Regions from separate parts of the Sus scrofa genome. Here region 1 is linked to region 2. The links are chromatin contacts, called in public targeted proximity ligation maps. All regions are on one chromosome and are shown on one strand. The core of a region is the stretch at or near the end of the contact, and the rest is flanking DNA. Distances in the headings are between cores, read along the strand shown. Region 1 overlaps ACVR1B (activin A receptor type 1B). Region 2 overlaps SCN8A (sodium channel protein type 8 subunit alpha).

Region 1 (7,021 bases), core at 1,375-3,874, 310 kb before region 2:
AGTCAGGTTCATTACCGCTGAGCCACAATGGGAACTCCAAGACTTAGACTTAATTTTTTAAAAAGTGTTTTATGGGAGTTCCCAGTGTGGCTCAGTGGAAACGAATCTGACTAGTGTCCATCAGGACACAGGTTCGATCCCCGGCCTCGCTCAGTGGATTAAGGACCCAGCATTGCTGTGAGCTGTGCTGTAGGTTGCAACTCGGCTTGGATCCTGCATTGCTGTGGTTGTGGTGTAGGCCAGTGGCTACAGTTCCAAGGGGACCCCCAGGCTGGGAACCTCCATGTGCTGTGGGTGCGGCCCCTAAAATGGGGAAAAAATAACGTTTTGTGGCTAGGAAAGAGGCTTTCCTTTAGATGTAGACGTCTGAGGGTCAGAGGAAGGCACCTTCCCTTTGGAGACTGGAGGACCCCACCCCCCACACTCTATCCACCACCCAGGGTTCCCTAGAGCCATCATCAACCCCATCTCCTTTCTCTGCACCGGGAACGCCCACAGCTTCCTGAATGCAGTGTGAGTGCTCTTACACATGGTTTTGCTGCAATGCTTTTTTTCCTGGCTAATTCTTACAAGTTCTTTAAAATCTGGCTTCAACGTCACTTCCTTTGGAAGCTTCTCCCGACTAGTGCAACATCCTCCCCTCCCTTTAGTCCCCAGCAGGTGCCCTTCTCAAGAGGGGCACAAGGAGCGCCGGCCAAAGAAGAAAATACCAGTGCCCGCCTCCTAAAGTCATGGTGAGGATTAAATGAGTTAATGCAGAAAAAGTGCTCAATAAATGTCACTCAGCTCTGAACGGCCCCTGGACATCATTTTTTCTTCCCCCCGGGGGCCGCTACCGCCGCATATGGAGGTTCCCAGGCTAGGGGTCGAATTGGAGCTGTAGCCAGAGACACAGCAACGCCAGATCCAAGCCACCTCTTCGACCCACACCACAGCTCACAACAGCGCCAGATCCTTACCCCACTGAGCGAGGCCAGGGATCGAACCTGCATCCTCATGATTGCTGGTCAGATTCGTTAACCACTGAACCACGACAGGAACTTCCAGATATCACTTTCAAAAGTGTAATATACATATTTTTTCAAATCGGTAGTGCACTCAATCAGCTCTGGGACTAACGAGTATGACTGGGTGTGTTTATCCCTAAGTGTGCCCTGTTGACAGGAAATTACTGTAAATGAATTTGGTGCCTCTGAAAACCAGTTGGGCAGCCCTGGAATCTGCGATCCTTTATTTATCCGTCTAACAAGAATAGCACAGACAGCAGCAGTCAGTTCTCCCCAGCACTGTCTCCCAGAAGCCTAACCTAGCCCTGACCCCTTGGGATGGGCAGGGGGAGGCTCGAGCCCCTGGGACACTGAGGTTGGGACTCGCCCATCAGGGGTGCGGGTGGCAGGGCCCACCCGAGTCCCCCACTGGACACGAAGTGAATACTTTCTAGATAACAAGAGGGAACATATTCAAACTATGGCCCCCGGAGAAGAGGCATTTATGACCAGTCCTGTGAAAAACTAGCTTGTTGTAACTCACCCCTTTCGGCTGTAAACGGTCTATCTTTGTCTCTTCCTCCAAAACACTGGAGGGCATCTCTTGGCTTTTCAAATCCCCAAACTGATTCCCAGTATCTCAGGGTCCAAGCGCTCCTTCCCCAGGCTTTCTATAAATGACACGGTCCTTGCCAGCCCCAGCGGGGAAGCAAGGGAGGGCGGGCACGGACAGGTAAGCGGGCAGTGTGGATCTTCACGGCCTGGCCTGTGGGATTGTTTTTCGTGGCGTTTGATCAGAGCCCTTTCTTCTGGGAGAAATTCCAAAACACGCCGCTACCTGCTGAAGGGCTTGGGTCGTGTTATATTTTCAAGGCAGGAAGTTTAAAGCAGGCATCCTTTAGATGAGGACGCCAATCATAAAAGGAATTTTAAAAGTAAATTTAATCCTAAACTTCAATTCCGACCCTTTTAGATGCAAGAGAGACCACGGACCCTCCTGGTTCCCCCCCAGTCCCCTTGTTTGCCCCCTCCCGGATTCCTTTGCTGACTCTAATTTACCTCGGCGGCCCTCAGAACCCTCCACCCAGACCTCCGGGCGCACCGCACGCTGCCGTCCTGCCTGCGCATCCGAGAAGCCCATTCCTCTCCCGGAGTCGGTGGGGACATTCAGGCACGAAAGGGGTCCCCGCAATGCACGCACCCTGCCGTCCAGGGACAAGAACAGCCTGGGGCTATTTTGGGAAGCGAGGAGGGAAAGCGGCCGCCTCCCCAGCCTCCCGGAGGGCTATTCTGAGCACAGTGGGACTCGCGGGCCAGACCCGCGGCCGCCTCTGGAAAAGACGCTCCCTCCTGGGTCGGTCCGTCAGCAGCAGGCGAAGCAGAGCCTCTGCTTCCAGACGCTTACTCTCCTTTCCCCGGTTCACGGCCTCTTTCACAGTGATTCATTCCGGAGAACGAGCACACCCACACGTGGCTCATTATTTTTGGGAAGTACTTAAACAATCTTGGTGTAAGACAGGAAAGAACAAAAGTGGTGAAATCTATGCTAGACGGGACGAAGAACGGAACTGGGAGCAGGGCCATGTGGCTTTGTGATAAGGGGCTGGGCAAGTCCCTGAATCTCTCCAGGCCGGGGCCGCCCAACCAGAAAATACCATTTCTGTGACAGAGACGGCATGAAGATTAGCCCACAGCTGCTGAGGGCTGTGGGTCCTCCCAGAAAGCTGCTGCCTGCACACATCTGCGCACATCTACGCGCTGACGGAGTGAGCGAGGGGTCTGAAAACGAGGCGACTCTGAGATCCCTGTCACCGCGGCCCACACCCGCCAGGGGTTTCAGTTACCATCACCAGCGCCACGGCAGGGGATCCGGGCAGGCACAGGTCACGCAGACCCAAGGCTCAAATACCAGCTCTCGCATTAGTCACATGACCTTGAGCAAGTTAGTAAGCGCCCGGCACCCCAGTCTCCTAGTCGGGAAGGCGGGACTGTTATTCACTTCACAGGACTACGTGGGAATCACACGAAATAGTGTATTTTCAAAGTGCTTAGCAAATAGATGCTCAGTGAATTTTACTCCCTCCTCCCCGCGCAAAACTCAAGTAAACACATCCGTGAACAATGTGTCTCTTTAACCACTAACTAGGAAGCGCCAAGTTGCAGCATGACCGCAGCAAGGACCTGCCGTTTGGGTCTCAGCTCTGCCAGTAACTAGTTGCGTGGTTTGGGGCAAGTCACTTAACCTTCCTGAACCACATTTTCCTCACAGTTACCCAGAAAGGAGGGGCTCCAAAATCCTCCAGCTGGAATCTGAGGCTAGTTTGTTTTTAAATTCACACAATTTGGACCACTGATCCAACCCTGGGAAGTTCTGCTTTAATTTCATACACCTTCCCGTGAACTTTACAGACAGACCAGTCTTTGAAAAGATTTTTTATATTCGTTTCCATTATGGTTTAGCACAGGGTACTGACTATAGTTCCCTGTACTATACAGTAGGAGCTCGTGGCTTTATCCACCCTGCATGTAACATCTGCTAACCCCAACCTCCCCATCCCTCGCTCCTCCACCCCCTCTCCCCTTGGTGGCAACCACATGTCTCTTCTCTATGAAAGACAGACTAGTATTTAAATTGTCTTCTGTTAATATTCATTTTTCACTGAAACAAAGCAAGTGATAATAAAATTAGAAAAACATCTGAATTTACTCAAACTTTACTAGTACACTAAACCCCAAACCTAATTTTGATTTCTTTGGAAAGCTAAATCTCGATTAATGATAACAGCTCTTCATCATCTGTTTCCTAGTGACTCATCAGGTTAAATCAGCCTACACATGCACATGCGTGTACGTAAATAATACACACCTAAAAAACTCTCCGTGTTCCATGACCAAAGAGCTACGTAGTAGAAACGACACAATTAGATAAAGCAATCATGGAGGAGTAACAAAACCCATCTACACAAAAGCAGGTTAAAAGCAGTCAGAATGAAATTCCCCCTGGCACAGCACTTCGTTATCAACAAGGTAGTCAAGCCGGAACTAAAGACCTCTTGGCAGGATCTGAACACGGTTTCAAACTATGATTGGAAGGTGGTCTGTGGCAGGATGTCAAAGGCAATCTGATTTGTGAGCGAGGCTGTGTGGGGAGGAAAGCCGGCAAAGCCCCAACCCGGGCAGACTGTGCAGCTGCACGTCACGGAGGCACCGGCCGCTGGGTCTGAGCAAAGACGGCCCCAGCACAGGCCAGGCCCAGGGCCGGGGGCTCCCTCTCCTACCCATGGCACACTCTGGGAGGACACTCAGCCAGGCTGCTGCTCACTGGAAATTCCCAAGAAGCACCATACGGGGCTAGACTCACAGCCACTCAGCCCACATCACCAGGGACGGGGTGTGGGAGAGGGCAGGGCGGGGGCACCGACCTCGAAAGATAAGAGGCACGCTGCAAACACCCACTTATCTGTCCTGGGAGATGAAGGTCCACCAGGGTTTTTAAAGCTACAGCACCTGTGATTTTAGCTTCATTGCTCCTTTGGGATGGTAAGTTTCATTTTAGCTTCAAAGCTCCCGTTTAAGGGACACTAATCCTGCCTCTTCCAAGCTTCACTGGGCAACCTTCTAGTCCTATAGAATCTAAGATTCAGTGCCCAAATCCACCTGTGCCACCCATACTCTTCATGATGCTACAACTTGATCATACACTGCCTCTGAGCACTCATCTTTCCAGACGACAGCATCCATCAGACGGACCAAACTGATAAGAAGCGCCTACAACAAGGCTGGCAGCTACAGCTCCAATTAGACCCCTAGCCTGGGAACCTCCATATGCCGCGGGAGCAGCCCAAGAAATGGCAAAAAGACAAAAAAAAAAAAAAAAAAAAAAAAAAAAAAGAACCTACTACAACCCACGATTATTTAAATCATTCTTTCTTGGACCTTATCCAAACTCCCTACAGCTTCCTTAGGAGAGAACAAAGACCACAACTACACAACTCCGTGATCCTCAAGAGCCAAGATGATCTGGGGGGCGGGGGTGGAGAAAAAGAACAAAGCTGGAGGGATCACATTTCCTGGTTTCAAAACTTACTACAAAGTTACAGTTATCAAAACAGTGTGGTACTGACTTAAGTACAGACTATAAATCAATGGAATAGAATTAAGACTTTAGAAATAAATCATACATCATCAACAACAAGAGTGTCTAAAACATTTTGGGGGCAGAAAGACTAGTCTCTGGCAAATCCACATGCAAAAGAATGAAGTCAGACCTTTACATCACGCCACTGGTAAAAATTAAAATAAGTCAAAGGTCCAAATATAAGAGCTAAAATTTATATGCTAAAACTTCAAAATTTTTTATTTTTATTTATCTATCTGTCTGCCTATTAATTTTTAGGGCTGCAACTATGGCACATGAAAGTTCCTAGGCTAGGGATCAAATTGGAGCTGCAGCCGCCAGCCTACACCACAGCAATGCCGGATCTGAGCCATATCTGTGACCTACTCTGTAGCCTGTGGCAACACTGGATCCTTAACCCACTGAGCAAGGCGAGGAATGGAACCGGCATCCTCACAGAGACTACATCAGTTCTTAAGCCACCAAGCCACAACGGGAACAGCAAAACTTCTAAAACTTCTAAAATGAAAATATGGTTAAATCTTCATGACACTGGATTTGGTAATGGCCTCCCAGATATCATTACACCCAAAACACAAGCAACAAAAGAAAGACAGGTGGATTGGCCTTCCTCAGAATCAAAACCTTTGGCGCCTCAAACGACAACATCAAGAGAGTGAAAAGAGAAACTCAAGAATGGGAGAAAAATATTTGTGAATCATGTGTCTCATAATGAACTTGTATCCAAAATATGTAACGAACTCTTAAAACTCAACAAAAAATAATTCATAAATGGGCACAGGACTGGAAGAGACTTTTCTCCAAAGACAGACAGGTAACTGACGAGTTCATGGAAAGATGTGCGACATCATCTCAAACACAAATGCATTTCACATTCAAACCTAAACCAAAACCACAATGAGATACCACTTCAAACCCGCCAGGATGGCCATAAGAAACTGTGAGGGCAGGCGCAGAGGAAACCGAAACCCTCACACACTGCCAGGAGGATCACAAAACAGTGCAGCTGCTGTGGAAAATGGTGTGATGGTGCCTCAGTGAGTCCACACTGAATTTCCAGATAACTCAGCAATACCACTCCTAGACAGATAGCCGCAAGATTAAAAACAAGTGTTCTCACAAAAACTGGTACATGAAATGGTCCTAACAGCACTATTCACAACAGTCAAAAGGTGGAAACACCTGGAAGCCCCCGAAACGAAGAATGGATAAACAAAATGTGGTATATTCACACGATGGAGTATTATTCAGCTATAAAAAGGAATAAACTACTGAAAACACGTTAATGCAAGAAGCCACATACTGTATGATTCCACTTATATAAAATAGGCAGGAAGCGTATGAGTGGCTGCTAGGGGCTGGGGCGAGGGGAAGATGGGGAATACAGCTTAACTAGCAGGTTACTGCGATTCCTTCAGGGTAATGAAAGAGTTCTGGAACCAGGCAGTGGTGACGGGCTGCACAACCTTATGAGGGTACTTAAGCCCACTCAATTTTATACTTTAAAATGGTTAGAAACAGTACGCGCTCTGCTACAGACGGTTTTTTACTGCAATTTAAAGACTACCATAAACCTCTGTAAAATGATATGTATAATATAATCTCAACGACAAAACCAAAACACCAACAATCCAACACAGTGCATCCAAAATAAATAAATAAATAAATAAAAATGGAGGAACAGTGAGTGTGGTTCCAACTGCGCTTCTTCCCGAGTCCCGAGGCCCTCAGAGATGCCCCAGGAGCCTCTGAACTCCTCCAGGGAACCAGTGTCCTCTTCCTCTTCAGTTTCTTACTGGTGTCCAGCACAGTGCCCGGCAAGCAGCCCTGTGCTTAATAAATCTCACTCAACAGAGCTCAGCCTCGTACTCTGAGAGGGAAGCGGGGCTCTGCTTTT
Region 2 (6,344 bases), core at 2,765-5,264:
TCATGGCAACACCGGATCCTTAACCCACTGAGCAAGGCCAGGGATTGAACCCGCAACCTCATGGCTCCTAGTAAGATTCGTTAACCACTGTGCCATGACGGGAACTCCTGAATATTAAATAAATAACAATTATTGCCATTTTTCCTGCAAAGAACTTAAAAAATACAGGAAAATATAAAAAATGAAAACCATCTAGAGATAAATGACTGTTAAGTTCTTCCGCATTCTTTCCTTTGTCCATAATTTTGCAAACTTGGGGGTCCTATTCTGTATATATTGTTACAGAATGAATATCTGTCTCCTTCCAAAATTCATGTTAGTTATAGAAGATAGAGTCCCCCATAAAAGAAACCCCAGAGAGCCTCCTGACCCCTTCTGCCACCTGAGGACACAGTGAAAAGACGGCCTTCTATGAACCAGGAAGCAGGTGCCCACCACGCCTGAATCTGCCAGCACCTTGACCTTGGACTTTCTAGCCTCCAGCACTGAGAAATAAATGTCTATTGCTTATAAGCCATCCAGTCTATGGTAGTTTTGTTATAGCAACCTAAATGAACTAAGATATACATTTTGAATCCTTTTTACCATGGATGACTTATTTTATGAAAATATTTCAGGTATTAAAAAGCATACAGACAGTAATAGAACTTTACAGATACAACTGAAGCCCTCTGTGTATTTCTTTCCATACACTTCCTCTTTTCCCTCCTCAAAGGCAACCATTATTTTAAATTAGGTATCTCTCGAGTTCTTGCACTTTTTTTTTTTTTGCCTTTTTTCTCTTTTTTTAGGGCCGCACCCGTGGCACATGGAAATTCCCAGGCTAGGGGTCTAATCAGAGCTAGAGTTGCCGGCCTACACCACAGCCACAGCAACACGGGATCTGAGCCTCGTCTGGGACCTACTCCACCGCTCACGGCAATGCCGGATCCTTAACCCACTGAGTGAGGCCAGGGATCGCTCGGTGTTCTCACGGATGCTGGTCGCATTCGTTAACTGCTGAGACACAACGGGAACTCCAAATTCTTGCACATTTAATATCATTTTATAACATTGCCACATAATCAGCATACCTACCCACTATAACATAAAGGACTATTTTGCGTGTTCTAAAGTTATTATTTTACATATTGTTCTTATACTATTACCAGGCAAACTATATCCAATATAAAGGACTGTTTTGCATGTTCTGAAACTTTACATAAATGCAAAGTATCGATCATATCCTAAAACTTGCATTTTCCCCTCACATTATGGTTGACATTTATTCCTTTTCACATATTTTCCTCTAATTCATGCATTTTTGCAGCTTCACAGTAGTGGGTCGTTGTTGGACTATACCACAATCCACCCATTCTTCTTTGATGAATCTTTGTTTCCAACAATTTTGTGCAATTATCGACAATGCTGCCTTAAGCACTCTTGTCCAGGTGCTCACACAGGAAAGTTTCTCTTGGGTATACATGTCTAGCAGTTCAATTACTGGGTTCTAGAGTATAAGCATTTTTAATCTCTACACTTGAATCTTAAAGACAGTTTAAATAACAGAACTGAAGAGGTTTTCAATACAATCATATAGGAATATCTTCACCCAAGTATCCCTCCTCTAATTTGGGCCAGGGTACCAAAAAAATTTTTTTCTTTTTTTTGTACTTGTCTTTCGCTGTCTGACTTTTTTTTTTTTAAATAGGGTACCAAAATTAAATAAAATCAAACAATTAAGTAAATGGGGAAGACTAAGAGACAATGACCAGCAACCAGATCTATACAGAGAACCTACACGCAGTGGTACAGAAATGACTGAACAGTAATTACACCTATCTTCAGTTGAATGTACTATAAAGGAATTGTTGAGACACCCTTAACTCTTACATACCGGGAGAACTCCCTTCAGACTACACTCAGCAAGAGAGAGAAAGCGCAAAGAAGTATTCTGGGTAATAAAAAACTGGTGGCAGGAATTTTGCAAAGCACCACGGTAAAAGCAAACCTCCTTAGCAAAGAAATAGTTAGTGAAGATTCCATTTTTTCCTTTTTGTCTTTTTAGGGCTGTACCGGAGGCATATGGAATTTCCCAGGCTAGGGGTCAAATTGGAGCTGTAGCTACTAGCCTACACCACAGCCACACAATGAGGGATCCGAGCTGCGTCCGTGACCTACACCACAGCTCACGGCAACGCAGGATCCTTAACCCACTGAGAGAGGCCAGGGATCAAACCTGCATCCTCACGGATACTGGTCAGGTTCATTATTGCTGGGCCACAACAGGAACGCCAAGATTCTTACTGAAAATGTGATTTTTGAGCCAACAGAGAAGTTGATTTTTTTAATAGACATTCCAGTGCAAAACAGTGTGGGAGAAAGGTCAGAAAAGAGCCAAGAACCTTAAAAACTGTAGTTGGGAACAGAGAGCTGATTTCCCCTTGTCCTTTACCTTCGAAGGCTTTCTGTTATTTGTGTACACGCATACACGTATAAGGCAGATATGTTAAGTCTGAAAAAGCCCCTGGGGATTCTGACGTCCATGCCCCTTGGCAGCCTCCCCTCCCCAGGCGCCCTCTCCTGCAGCCTTGAAAACGTAGCTGTGGGTTTTCTACACAGATGACCGACGCACGGAGCTTTACTACCACATACATCACCACGTTTGAGTCTCAAAATAACCTGGAGAAGGTGGGTGCTGCTATTATTCTCATTTCACAGAAGAGAAATATAAAGTTCGCAGAGGTAACACAAGCAATTTGCCCAAGGTCACGGTGAGGGGTCGGGAGGGAAGCTGTGAAAGCACTTGAGGAAACAAATAACAAACATGGGTGGTGGGAGGCAGACCTCCTCCGGGGAGGGGAGGCCAAGCTCTCGGCAGTGGGCCTGGGACCAAGGAGATGGTTCAAAAGAGGCAGGGGGAGGGTACACAGGATACTCTTGGGTTTCACGGGAACCCATGATAATTTCTTACATTCAAAAAAAGGCCTGAAGTAAATATTGTAATATTCTCTATACTTTCCTGTACACTTAAATTCTTGTATTAAAAATACAAGAATTCCGGAGTTGCCTGATGGGTAGGGGATTAAGGATTCAGCATTGTCACTGCTGTGGCTCAGGTTCAATCCCTGGCCTGGGAATTTCCACATGTTGCAGGTACAGACAAAACAAACAAACAAACAAACAAACAAACAAACAAACAAAAAACACCAGAATTCTATGGGCAAAGTTCAGAGATACCACAATACTGAGGTTAGGATGCCAAGGAATAGACAGTACCTGAGGCCTAGGTAGAAAAGGTTTTACTTCTCTGGGGATCAGAACAGGTGAAAGTATAATTCTGTCTCGGGTCAAGGTTAGACCTAGGAGTACACCAGCAGGAGAGAAGAGAATTATGCAAACAGCAGACCTAGAGGGGAAGTGGGGAAAGGCCAAGGAATCCAGCCACACCCTACACTGGGTCAAGCTGACTCAGTAACCTAAGGCCACATGCCGAGGACTAACTCACTCTGTAAATTGTCCTAAAATAATTCCCCACTTAACAGAGAAATCATTTGTACTTTTAAAAACCAGCTGAATGTACCCAAGCACAATGCAGCTAGGCCTATGGGAAGGAGACAAGACCAGTTTGAAAAAGAACAAAGGCTATGCATGTCGGGCTTTATCTTGAAGGAGAAATTCCTCACTATCTTACAAGTGAGGGCTATTGGAAATGACTTGAGCAAGGGTGGGGACAAAGCCTGGGCGACCAGGAGTCACGGGCTGGGGGGCAGTATTGCCTCAACCCCACTGGGGAAACCATTTCGTAAAAAACTCTTGTATTCTTCTCTGTCTTGCTGGTTTTATGTCCCTGATCCTTCCATGTTAACACGGGGGGAGGGGTGGGGAGAAGGGTGGATCTTGCATAGCTGGGCCCAGAATAGAACTCCAGCGCCCTGTCTCTTGGTTCACTTCTGGACCATGCTACCTCAGGAAGGAACATTTGAAAATAGTAATTCTCTCCCACCTTGCAACCAAGCTGTGCAGGAGCACATGATCAATGAATGAAGCTGGCTAAGTGACTCAGCACCCGGCTGGCGCTCCTGTGAGTCAGGCCCAGAATCCTGAGTGGTTGGAAGCACAATCTCTTTAAATTAAGACCTTAAAACCAAGGTCTTTACCACCTGAGAGCACTAAAAGATTTCAGGGTATTTTATTTTGTCTGAACAAGTATCAGGATGTCTCCTCTCGCATCCTAGATATGAATCGGCTTGAGTAATTAAATCGTCCATAATTTTCATGGATGTCACCCTCTTTGTACGCTGTAGGTTGATTCCAGTAGTAATCTTAGAGCCCAGAACCAGCTGAGGTAGACAGAGGTAGGAGTATAGACAGGACAGGGGATCAGTGGCTGGACCATAGGAACTAACTAACAGTTTAGGATCACATCTGCATCTCTTTCTATTTAATGCAAAAAAGACCCCGAAGTAAGACCTCGTATTCCTCTGAAGAGAACAACTATGAGCACAGCTTTGGGGGTGTACTGGTAAGCTGCCCCAACCTGACCCTGTCAATAGCCCTTGGTTTTGACCACCTGCTCCCAGCAGGGAGGAAGCTAGCCTCTGAGCGATGACCCCTGTGACAGATGGCACAGTATAGACAGAAAAGGGCCAGCCAAAAATATTCCTTCCCACACAGGGAGGGAGCCTGAGTGTCTAAAGGCAGGAGTCAAAGCAACAAAGCAATGAAATTCACCAAGTGTATCTTAAACTCACCCTCAGGATATCAACAGTCTTTTGAATGACAAATGAATCAAAACCCTTGATGAAGGGACCTCAGGATCCTGGGCATGGCAAGCTGCCACTAGCAAAGTTTTAGAACAAATTGTCTTGGGGGGAAAGGTGACAATGAGCTTGGTGAAGGACTCTCAGAACCACTGAGGAGAACCTGAGCACTTAAGGCAATCTTAAAATCAACTCAAGTTTCCAGAGACTGAGTAACCTTGAAGTAACAGAAAGAGTTCAGAGAATGGTGATTGCAAGTATCAGTCCTAGAATGGACTTCAACTGGCAGGATAAAAATCCACTAGCCCCTGCTTTGAACTGATTACAAGCACTAGGAAGGAGACATAAAAGGAACAAAAGTGAAGAAGCTGACATTAAAAAAAAAAAAAAGGTGAGGAAAGGAAGTGCCACTTATCATGTGCCAATGCCCGGCACTCTGCAAGAAGTCTTTCCACACAGCCACCGTGATCCTATGAAGGAAGCATTATTTGTTGCCATTTTTAAAGGAATAAACTACCATAGCAGCATTATTCACAGGAGCCAAAAAGTGGAAGCAACCCAAGGGCCCACTGACAGTGAATGGATAAAGAAAACGTAGCATATACATACAATGGAATATTTTGTTCAGCCTTAAAAAGGAAATTCTGACACAAGCTACTTGGATGAAGCTTGAACCCTTATGCCAAGTGAAATAAGCTAGTCACAAAAGGACAAATACCACGTTTCCTTTTATACAAGGCACCTAGGGTAGTCAAATTCATAGACAGAAAGTAGAATGTAATTACCAAGAGCTGGAGGAAAGGAAGAATGGGGCATTATTGTTCAAAGGGTACGGGGTCTCAGTTCTAGGAAACGGAGAGGGATGGTAGTGAGGGTTACACACCAATGTGAATGTACTTAATGCCACTGAACAGCACACTTAAAAATAAAGAGGCAGCTTAAGTGCCTCTCAATAGATGAATGGATAAAGACATATAAAGATGTGGTATGCAATGGAATATCACTCAATCATAAAAAAGAATGAAATCTTGCCGTCTGCAACAACATGAATGGACCTAGAGGGTACTGTGCCAACTGAAATAAGTCCAGAGAAAGACAAATGCTGTATGATTTCACTTACATGTGGAATCTAAAACACAAAACAAATGAGTAAATACAATAAAAACAGAAACAGAATTATAGATACAGAGAACAAACAGGGGGTTGCCAGAGGGGAGGGGGTGGAGGGAGGAAAGAAATCCGTGAGGGAGATTGACAGGTACAAACTTCCAGCTGCAAAATATATGAGTCACTCTTATGCGATGTACAAGGTGGGGAATATAGTCAATACCAATGGAATATCTTTGTATAGTGACATATACAACTAGAGGTAGGTGACGATCATTCATATGGAGGTTCCCAGGCCAGGGGTCAAATGCAGCCATATAGAGATTCCCAGGCTAGGGGTCGAATCAGAGCTGTAGCTGCTGGCCTACACCACAGCCATAACGACGTCAGATCCAAGCCACGTCTGTGACCTACACCACAGCTCACAGCAATGCTGGATCCTTAACCCACTGAAAGAGGCCAGGGATCGAACCTGTGTCCTCATGGATACTAGTC

Evidence for each region.
Region 1: a targeted proximity ligation map of alveolar macrophages shows a contact between it and region 2. A contact is called at or near these places in 1 of 47 Hi-C or Micro-C datasets (embryonic fibroblasts) and 1 of 2 datasets of targeted methods (alveolar macrophages).

What each region holds. Positions count from the first base shown.
Region 1 is chr5:17,324,049-17,331,069 of Sscrofa11.1, reverse strand. The region is part of intron 1 of ACVR1B (activin A receptor type 1B); the gene reads right to left. Among named protein-coding and RNA genes, the nearest start is that of ACVR1B, 13 kb to the right of the region's middle.
Region 2 is chr5:17,012,806-17,019,149 of Sscrofa11.1, reverse strand. The region is part of intron 1 of SCN8A (sodium channel protein type 8 subunit alpha); the gene reads right to left. Among named protein-coding and RNA genes, the nearest start is that of SCN8A, 39 kb to the right of the region's middle.